2 separate regions of the Mus musculus genome follow, and region 1 is linked to region 2. Evidence: chromatin contacts called from public HiChIP or PLAC-seq data. All regions are on one chromosome and are shown on one strand. Each heading gives the region's core, a stretch centred on a gene start, on an enhancer-like site or on the middle of the called end of the contact. The rest is flanking DNA. Distances are from core to core; before and after follow the strand shown.

Region 1 (4,574 bases), core at 1,788-4,287, 200 kb after region 2:
GTCACTCACACTCGGCCTCTAAGACGATCCTTACTTGTTTGGTTTACTAAAGACCCATGTCTCTATGCGAGTCCCTGGTTAGCTTCGTGAGCCACAAGGGTAGAGGGAGGAGCTGCCCGGTGTGAGAGTAAGATGTTAGAGGGTGAAGGAGTTTGTGTGACCAGAATGTGTCATCTACGCATGTAAAACTGTCAAAAAGTAAATTAAGAAAAGGACATATGTACTTAGGTACATATAACACGAGATATGGCATGAGAAGTAAAAAAAAAATGACAAAAATTATAAAGGCATGGTCAAAACAAGAGAGAGGTGGGAGTGACTGCTTTATGGGTCCTTGAAAGCTGGGATCTGCTGGGTCAAGGAGTGTGTGTCCAGTTGAAACTGAAGGCTCTTGTCTTTTCTGCTGTTAAGAATATTAGTAACTGGACCCGTCATGTGTCAAATGTCTCTTTCTTTTAGACGTGTCCTTCCGTTACATTTAGAAGCTGCAACTGGCTGCCATTAGGAATGTCTTCTTCCATGGCCAGGACAGGTTCTTCCACATTCCTGGACTTCCAGTTCACACTGCTCCGGGTGGGGAATGTGTCTTGAGGGCATTGTGGGTAGGAGAAACAGACAGAACACTGACATCTTATATATGAGAGCTACTTCCTGTGGTTTTTAAAACCCACTCAGCATTAAGTACCTACCTCCACTGGCGGGGGATTAAGTCTGCAGAATTTAATACTTAGAGTTCTCTGTCTCTATGCCAGCACGCTGGCTGGCTCCAGAGACTGGTTTACCTTCTGACCTCAGGCTCAGATCTTTTAGTCTCTGTCATAAGCCTCAGGTGATGGGCTGAGCTATTTGACCCTGAGGTCAGGGCTACTGCATCAGATTCTTCTCTAGTGCCCAACATATGACAAAGGGGGAAAACCCCTCAAAATCCTACGTAAGCCAACTCTTGGGACCTTCCTTCCTCAAGTACCTACCAGCTTATGTTTACATGAGTCCAGTCTGTGTTAAGTCCCGTTGACTTGGGACACAGGTGAGAGAACTATGAAGACCCCCCCCTCCACTCTGCATGGAGAGTCTGCAGTGGACAGTATAGTGCAATAGGACAGAGGCAAGGAAGGGTCAGAACTGAATCAAAGACAGGAAGGAGGAAGGAGGGGGCGAGTTTGTAAGATTCCTATACCAACATCTTCTAGAAAAGTCTTAAGATATGAGCAGAGTAGGGCCAGAAGCCAGGGCTTTTGAGACATGTTGCTACAAATTATGTGCTGAGTTCCTTTAGATATTCTTGGAGGTAATACTAGTAATAGCTAAAACTTAAAATAAGCAAGGAAGGAGGGAGGGAGGGAGGCAAGCAAGCAAGCAAGCAAGCAAGCAAACATTTTGGTTTCAGAATTCTGATCCTTTGTATATGAATGCAAGAAGGATGAAACTCACTGATAGATTAATTGTTTAGTATATGTGAGACCCTGGGGGAATGCCCATTTTGGTAGTTTGAATAATATGACCCCCATGGGATCATATATTTGAATGCTGAGTCACCAGGGAGTGGAACTCTTTGAAAGGATTAGAAGGATTAGGAGGTGTGGCCTCACTGGAAGAAGTGTGTCATGGAGAGGCCATGCTAGACTCAGCCCCCCCCCCCCCTTTCTCTGCCTGCAGACCAGGATGTAGCTACTTCTCTAGCACCATGCCTGCCATGATAAATATAACGGACGAATCCTCTGAAACTGTAAGCAAGCCCTCAACTAAATGCTTTCTTTCATAAGAGTTGCCAAGGACATGTTGTCTCTTTACAGCAATAGAACAGGGACCCAGACACCCAGCAATACACAAAAAAGCAAAACAAAGCCCAACAAAAGCCAAACAATAACAAGGGACTTTGGGCTGAGACTGGGCCATGTGCACCTCAGCTCTCTCAGTAAGGCTACAGAGATCCCCTTGAGCATGGGATGGGAAAGAAGTGTGAAGGCTTTGCCCTCAGACTGGCCCTTCAAGTCAGCTTCATGATCTACAGACAGATGCTTTTTCAAGTTGTGGCTTTTCTTCTCTGTTAGATGAAGCCCAGCTGCAATGCTAGGTAGCAGTGAGGCTCCATGAAGATGAAGCAGGCATTTTTCCCTGTTGAGCCAGGGAAAAATTAACTATTTAGAGTTCTCCCCCTATTCTATGGTGCTTTTTACCCACCAGGCCTGAGGAGACTTTCTGCGTCCCCTGAGCTAATGGGATGCATGTGTATAAGATCAGTGCCCCATGGCACAGCATTTCTTAGGAAGAAGCCAGAGTGCTACAGGTTGCATGTTTGTATCTTCCACAAATTAATCCGAGTAAAACCCTCGGCCCCAGAGTATTAGGGAGTGGGGCCTTTGGCTAGTGATGAGTCATGAGAGTTCAGACAGAGCATCGTTTATGAGCAAGGAACCGTTTATGTGCCTTTATGACACAGAGTTGGTAAACACCTTGAGCTTGGCTTTTTAGCCAGCCTCCAGAACTATGAGACGCATGACTTTTGTTTATAAGACACCCAGTCGGGCTGGTGAGATGGCTCAGCGGTTAAGAGCACTGACTGCTCTTCATGAGTTCAATTCCCAGCAACCACATGGTGGCTCACAACCATCTGTAATGAGAGAGAGAGAGAAAAAAAAATCTATGGCCCGGAAAGAGCGGAGCTGAAGAAAGAGAGAGAAGGGAAGGGGGTGGGGGAAGTCACCGAGTCTACGGTGATAAGTTATAGCATCTTATGGGACTAAGACAAGGGCTAGAGGGGTAACAGACACTGGGAATAGACAGGGGAGCGGTGGGTGTCATACATCCTTCACGCTGGAAAGCCTGGGTGACGTCATAGGCGAGCCTCGGGCCGAGCCTCCCTTGCCCCACTGAACACAGAATGAGAAGCTGTGGTTCTTAAGATGTCTCTAGAACTATTGCCATTTTACGTTCACTTATGACTCTCAAAGTCACTGCTGAGGAGCCACCCTGTCCACGTGCTAATGTGAGTGACACCAGGTGAAATGCTCGAAATAAATACCTAAGCAGGCTTGGCCACACAATAGCTTGGAGAGCAGCGCCCTCTTGTGGAGAAGTCTGAAATATTCCAGTGACATAGCTCAGACTTGAAGTTTGATAAAATACATTTGAATTTTGATATTATGACTCTTTGGAAAACACCTTATCTTTAAGTTTTATATAATGAGATGTATACATGCTATGTATCAAGTTATGTATTTATACAGGACAGTATAATTTATGTGAAGTTTATGAACATTATTTTTTCAAGTATAGGAAATCATTGAAATCTCATCAATACCTTAAGGGAAAATGCCCTCATGCCCAATTTCTTGGACAAAGAATTGCATTCTACAGCATTTCTAGGAATCGATGTGAACTGAAGACAGCCAAACATTAGATGGAGTTCGGGGAGTCTCGTGGAAGAGTTGGGGGAAGGACTGAGGGCCCTGAAGGGGATAGGAACTCCATAGGAAGACCAACAGAGTCAACTAACATGGACCCTTGGGGATCCCAGAGACTGGACCGCCAACCAAAGAACATTCCCAGGTTGGCCCTAGGCTCCTGCACATATGTGCCAGATGTGCAGCTTGGTCTTCATGAGTGTCCCCAGACAAGGGGAGCAGGGGCTTACCCTGACTCTGTTGCCCATCTGTAGATCCTGGTCCGATAACTGGGCTGTCTTGTCTGGTCTCGATGGGAGAGGAGAGGATGTGCCTAGTCCTGCAGTGACTTGAGGTGCCAGGGTGGATTGGTACCCAGGGGGGACCTCCCTCTTCTCAGAGGTGAAGGGGGTGCAGGAATGGGGGGAGGGGCCTTGTGAGAGGTGGACTGGGAGGGAAGGGAGCTGCAATAGGGATGCAAAGTGAATAAATAAATTAGTGGAAAAAATAAACTTGAGGACAAGGAGTGCTCATGAGCACTTGGAATTGAATGAGGATTCCTATTATGTCCGATACTTAGTAGATCAAGGAAAGGGCTCATGAGAAGGCTTTGTTTTAGTAATGGAATAGAAGAAACTAGAAGATTTGCCTCTGTCCATTTAAAGATTGGTGGGAATGGTTTTTAATTTGATTCCTGGTAATCCATAAACCTACAAACTCCACAAATCCGTTCTAATATTGCTAACATTTCAAAGCATTGAAGGCTTTAGGATCTTCCTCTCCTTCTCTTCCTTCTTTCTTCTTCCTCCTTCCCTCCCTCCCTCCCTCCCTCCCTCCCTCCCTCCCTCCCTCCCTCCCTCCCTTCCTTCCTTCCTTCCTTCCTTCCTTCTTTCCTCCCTCCTTCCTCTTCGTTCTCCTATTCTTCTGCTTCCTCTTCTTCCTCCTCCTCCTCCTCCTTCCTCTTCTTCAAGGCTGGCTGGCAAACAACTTCCAAGGTCCCACTTCTCTTTGTGCTCTCAGCTCTGAGGTTACAGATCTGTACCCCGTGCCTGACTTTTAGGTGGGTGCTGGGATCCAAACACAGGTCCTCATATTTCTGTGGAAGACGCTTCCTCCCAGCCCTGAGAACTTTGCTATCAGAACATGATTTGTCATTGCCACTTGGAGTAATGAAAACAAAACGATAGATAT
Region 2 (4,331 bases), core at 31-2,530:
GGAATGAACTTACAAAGCTAAGAGAAATCTGTAGACTCTGACTACAGGTTTAATTCATAGAATGTCACTGAGATTTAAAGCCAAAATATGAACCAATTAAGCTATACATTAGTTGTGCAGCCATTTGAAGGAGGTATGGGCTTAAGACAGAATGTTCACAAGGTTAAACAACAGGTCTAAGGGGAGGTGAAATTCTTGAGAGAAGCTCTTTATGACAGGAAGTAAACAAAGCAGCTTCAGGAAGTCCCTGAAATGGACCAGATTCACTAGATACCTCCCTCCCCAAGAGTATATAAATAGTAAAGTCAATTGGCGAATGAGCCAAGCTGGAAAGAAGACTCCATAACAAGGCAAGCTGCGTGGAAGAAGGTGAAACCAAGCAACCTACAGGGGATCAGCAGCAAACTCCATAAAAGAAAGACCATCCAAGTTACCTGGAAGAGGCTCTGGCCAACAGAGCCACCTGGAAAGGACATTCTCCAACCTGAGCTGCCTGCACACTGTGCTATGTGCTCTAGCTTTGGTGGGCTATTGTCACCTATGCTGTGGTTGGCTTTGGTGGTGCAGCTGTCTGAGTCACTGTTTTTCCTGTAAGTAACCCCTCACCTATATTCCTGTAAGTAACTCTAGTAAAACTTGATGATACACTAAGTCATACTTTGATGGTATTTGTACTTTGGACTGTCTTTAGTTCCTTATCTAGGGTCAGTAGAAGTGTGTGTGTTCTGTCTTCCCAAGAAAAGTCTGTCACACCAAAATTTTTGGTTTAGTGAGGTTTTTTTCTTTTCTTTTCTTTTTTTTCTTTTTATAAAGATAACTTCTAAAATACTAACACATGCTGTGTTTTTAACAATATGGTATGAAAAATAATAAAAATACCTAAGAAATTTCATGGAGGGTACTGTATAGTTTTTCATTTCTCAGAGGTCCCTCTTTGCACTCTTCCTTTTTTTTTTTTTTTTTTTTTTTTGAGAGACAGAGTCTCACTATGTAACTCTGGCACTCCTCAAATTCACAGATCCACATGTGTGTCTGCACCCGGAGGGCTGAGGGGCCCCCAGTGCTTTCAAGGGTTTATGCTCTGCCTTCAGCCAGTGTCCACCACAGACAGGAGAGCAATCTCCACTCTGAACAAGTGCAGTGAAGACACAGTGGCTTCCTGCAGCTGCTGAGAGGCAGTTGGCTGGGTCAGGGTTTCTGAATCAAACAGTGGGCTGCTTCACCACGCAGATGAATTCTCAATTCCTGTTCCTGTCTATCATGTATTCTATCGTCCAGAGAACCTCCAGTCCAACAAAGGCAGCCAAGGACAGTGTGGGGAGACACTCTGTCACTCTGTAAACACCCCCAGCACTCAGGCTAAAGACACACTTCCTGCAGCTGCAAATGACACAGGGTGGCCCTTTGGATTTTCCTGACGACAATACCTTTGCACCTCTGTCGTTCTCTGTATATTTCCCTTTGCTCTACCAACATCCACATCCAACTTTATCCCAGCCAAGGTAAATACAGGAAAAAGGAGCTTAAGAGTGAGGATCAGAATGAGGGGGAACACAGACCTCAGATCTCAAACCTGACAAACCCCAACAAATCATTTCTAACACAACGGACACGTCAGTGGGGACAGAATAACCCAGTATGCGCTCTTAGGATCTCTGCTGTACTGCACGGAAGTGGAGAGGTGCAGTCCCTTGGGGTTGGTGGCTCTACACTGAATCAGAGCACCCAGTTACTTTGTAGTCACTATCCTGCTTTTGTCCTTGAAAGTCTGGGTGGCATGTCGCTAGGGACAACACGGAGCACCTGACAACATAGTACCCACAACCATCTTTCAGGGATGGCCTCTCTTTATTGAAGCCACTCTAGCATTGGTGTTTTAATTACTGGATTAAATGGTGAGATCTCACTGTACCTGAGCAAGAGCTCCCAGGCCATGCACTGCTTTGCACTGGCCATCAAGGCGAATCTGCTCACAGTAACTGAGCACATCGCTAAGCTGCCAGGCATCACAAAGACCCAAGCAACTGGCCTCGGAGAACCTGCCTTCCAAACCCACTCTGCAGAGTGAAGACAAACGAGCTGGTGTTTGCAAGGAGAAATGTGGTGGTCACACAATCACAGATGATACCTTCTTGGTTTTAAGCAAGACAAGCAGTTCTAAACAAGCATCTTCCAAGAAGAAAAACCCGGGCTGGCCTTCAGTCCATCACTATGGATAAGACCGGGCACGCTTACCAAGTTACACAGCTGTCTAAGATACCCATCAGAGGTCTGGAAAAGGGCTATTGATTTCTATACATGTACTGCTGGTCTTACTCTCTTACTTTAAGTTCCAGATAAGTTCTGAGGTCTCATGTAATAGTAAGACAGGAAAAAGGGGAAGTCTCCCTGTAGTGGTCCGAATGGGAATGTCCCTGTAGACCTAAGTGTTTGTTCCCAGTTGGTAGGACTGCTTAGGAAGGATCGGAAGATGTGGCCTTGTGGGAGGAGATGTCCCTGGGAGTGGGATCTGAGGTTTCATAGGCCACGCCAGGCCTGGTCTCTCCCTCATCCCTTAGCACCTCTGGTTAAGCTCTCAGCCACCGCTCCAGTTCCACATCTCCCTGCTTGTCACTGTGCTTCCGTCATGATGGTCATGGAACCCGTCTTCTGAAAATGTAAGCAAGCCCAATTCATTGCTTTCTTGTATAGTGGCCTCAGTCATGGTGTCTCTGCACAGTAGTAGGGAAGTAACTAAGCCACTCACCCCCTACCATCACGGGGTTGATGGGCTCACTTTCCCCCATGAATCCTGGATGCCACTGTTTCTCCAGCAGACACCAGCCCACACTTCCCAGCTCACTGAGGAGAAAGACCAACCAAGGCTCAGGCAAAGGCAGCTCCCGGTCAGGCAGGCGACTGCCCCAGGAGGCCCCTTCTGCAGAGGACAGGGATGTGCCCCTCCGAGGCGTAGTCACTGAAGCCCACAAGGACTCACTTTACAGACAGCTGTTTTTTGGGGGTTTTGTTTCGTTTTGTTTTTTTTAAAGATCATTTCTAGAACTTACTACTCTTAATTCTAAAACTATATAAAGGAAATTTAATAAAGCTTACAGGTACACTAAAAAGCTCATCTCAATGTTTATTCCATTAGGTATAAATCCAGAGAAACAATCGTCTTTGTGTGTGGTTGCAATGACTATAGTGAGAACTGGGCATGTGCCGGGCATCTCAACAGTGCTAGGGAGAGAACATGAAAGCATCTTTGGTTTTGTTTTCCTCTTGCCTTTCACAAACCTGCAAAATGAAGATTCTAGCCTCCTTACCAGTGACCTTCCAAGAAACTGGAGGAGGCCACACTTATGCCAATATACCTTAGAGGAAAACACTGCCAGGATGAAGACTCTGGAATCTCTCTCCAGAGCCTATCACAGCCTGTGGCACAGGCTCTGCAAACCTTTCCTTCCATGAACTATTATTCTTTAAGACTATGTTAGAATTTGAGAAATAAGTGATCCCATGTCAACAGAGGAGAGCACAAGAATCAAGTGTTTCCAGCCATTAACAAGAAGGTAAGAGTGCGTGGTTCATGCATTCAATCCAGGCCCAGGGAAGGCAAGGCAGGAGGACTGCTGGGAGTCGGGAACTGGCCTGGGCTAGTCAGTTCCAAGACAACCTGGACTATAAAGTAAGAATCCGTGTTTAAAAACAAACACCAAAAACTGTTAGGCTTGTGTGAGGGTCTGAATGAGAAATGTCCCCCATAGTCTCATCTCCAGAGAGCACACGCAGAATATGGACACCAGGACCCCAAGACACAGCTGTGTGTCAGTCGTGCATTCCACGGGTCCCCATTCTAGCTGCATTCTCTCCAATAAGTCTGTCTGATCTCATTCTAACAGACCTGATCTAGCCTGTAGTGTCCCCTCCTCCCTCCCCTACCCCACCTCTTGTTCTTGTTGGCACAGTGACAGTACTGCTAGAAGGTAACCCTTAGGGAATGGTCTGGGGCAATGTGAAGCACACCTCATGATGTGAACTGGAAATCCCAGGCACAAGGGCAGCAGAGCTTTAGCAAATTCACTTTGGGCGAAGAAGCAAGAAGGAGCAAAAAGCAAATGAGCAATGGCCACCAGGACACAAAATGCCAACGGCCCAACAAGGTTCTCCAGTCTCATCTGACTAAGCTCCCAGGGACGTCTCTGCAAGTGAAAATGGTCCTCAACAGGCGTGTCTTAGCTACTGAGGAGGGAGCTGTTGCTACTGTTTGAAAGCTGTTCATCCTTGGAATTTTCAAACAATAAGCTTGTTAAATCATTCAAAAAAGAATAATATTTTCTTTGAAGAAAGAT

The links. HiChIP or PLAC-seq counts read pairs in DNA pulled down with a chosen protein or histone mark.
Region 1: a FOXA1 HiChIP or PLAC-seq map of pancreatic cancer cells shows a contact between it and region 2. The contact joins two enhancer-like sites. A contact is called at or near these places in 1 of 15 datasets of contacts at CTCF or cohesin (the NIH/3T3 cell line), 1 of 484 Hi-C or Micro-C datasets (nephron progenitors) and 3 of 115 datasets of contacts at active chromatin or transcription factors (astrocytes, pancreatic cancer cells and trophoblast stem cells).

Annotation. Positions count from the first base shown.
Region 1 is chr15:28,179,129-28,183,702 of GRCm38.p6, forward strand. It overlaps a transcript of Dnah5 not described here. Among named protein-coding and RNA genes, the nearest start is that of Dnah5, 22 kb to the right of the region's middle. Within about 2 kb of position 3,038, at least 60 of the 459 cell types and tissues checked have an H3K27ac peak or open chromatin away from gene starts, as enhancers often do. A contact at or near this core is called in pancreatic cancer cells, where this site is marked.
Region 2 is chr15:27,975,926-27,980,256 of GRCm38.p6, forward strand. All of the region lies in intron 1 of Trio (triple functional domain (PTPRF interacting)), which reads right to left. It overlaps Gm29975, which reads right to left. Exons shown (of 5, transcript XM_017316826.2): 1 at 1-4,331. Among named protein-coding and RNA genes, the nearest start is that of Gm29975, 17 kb to the right of the region's middle. Within about 2 kb of position 1,281, at least 29 of the 459 cell types and tissues checked have an H3K27ac peak or open chromatin away from gene starts, as enhancers often do. A contact at or near this core is called in pancreatic cancer cells, where this site is marked.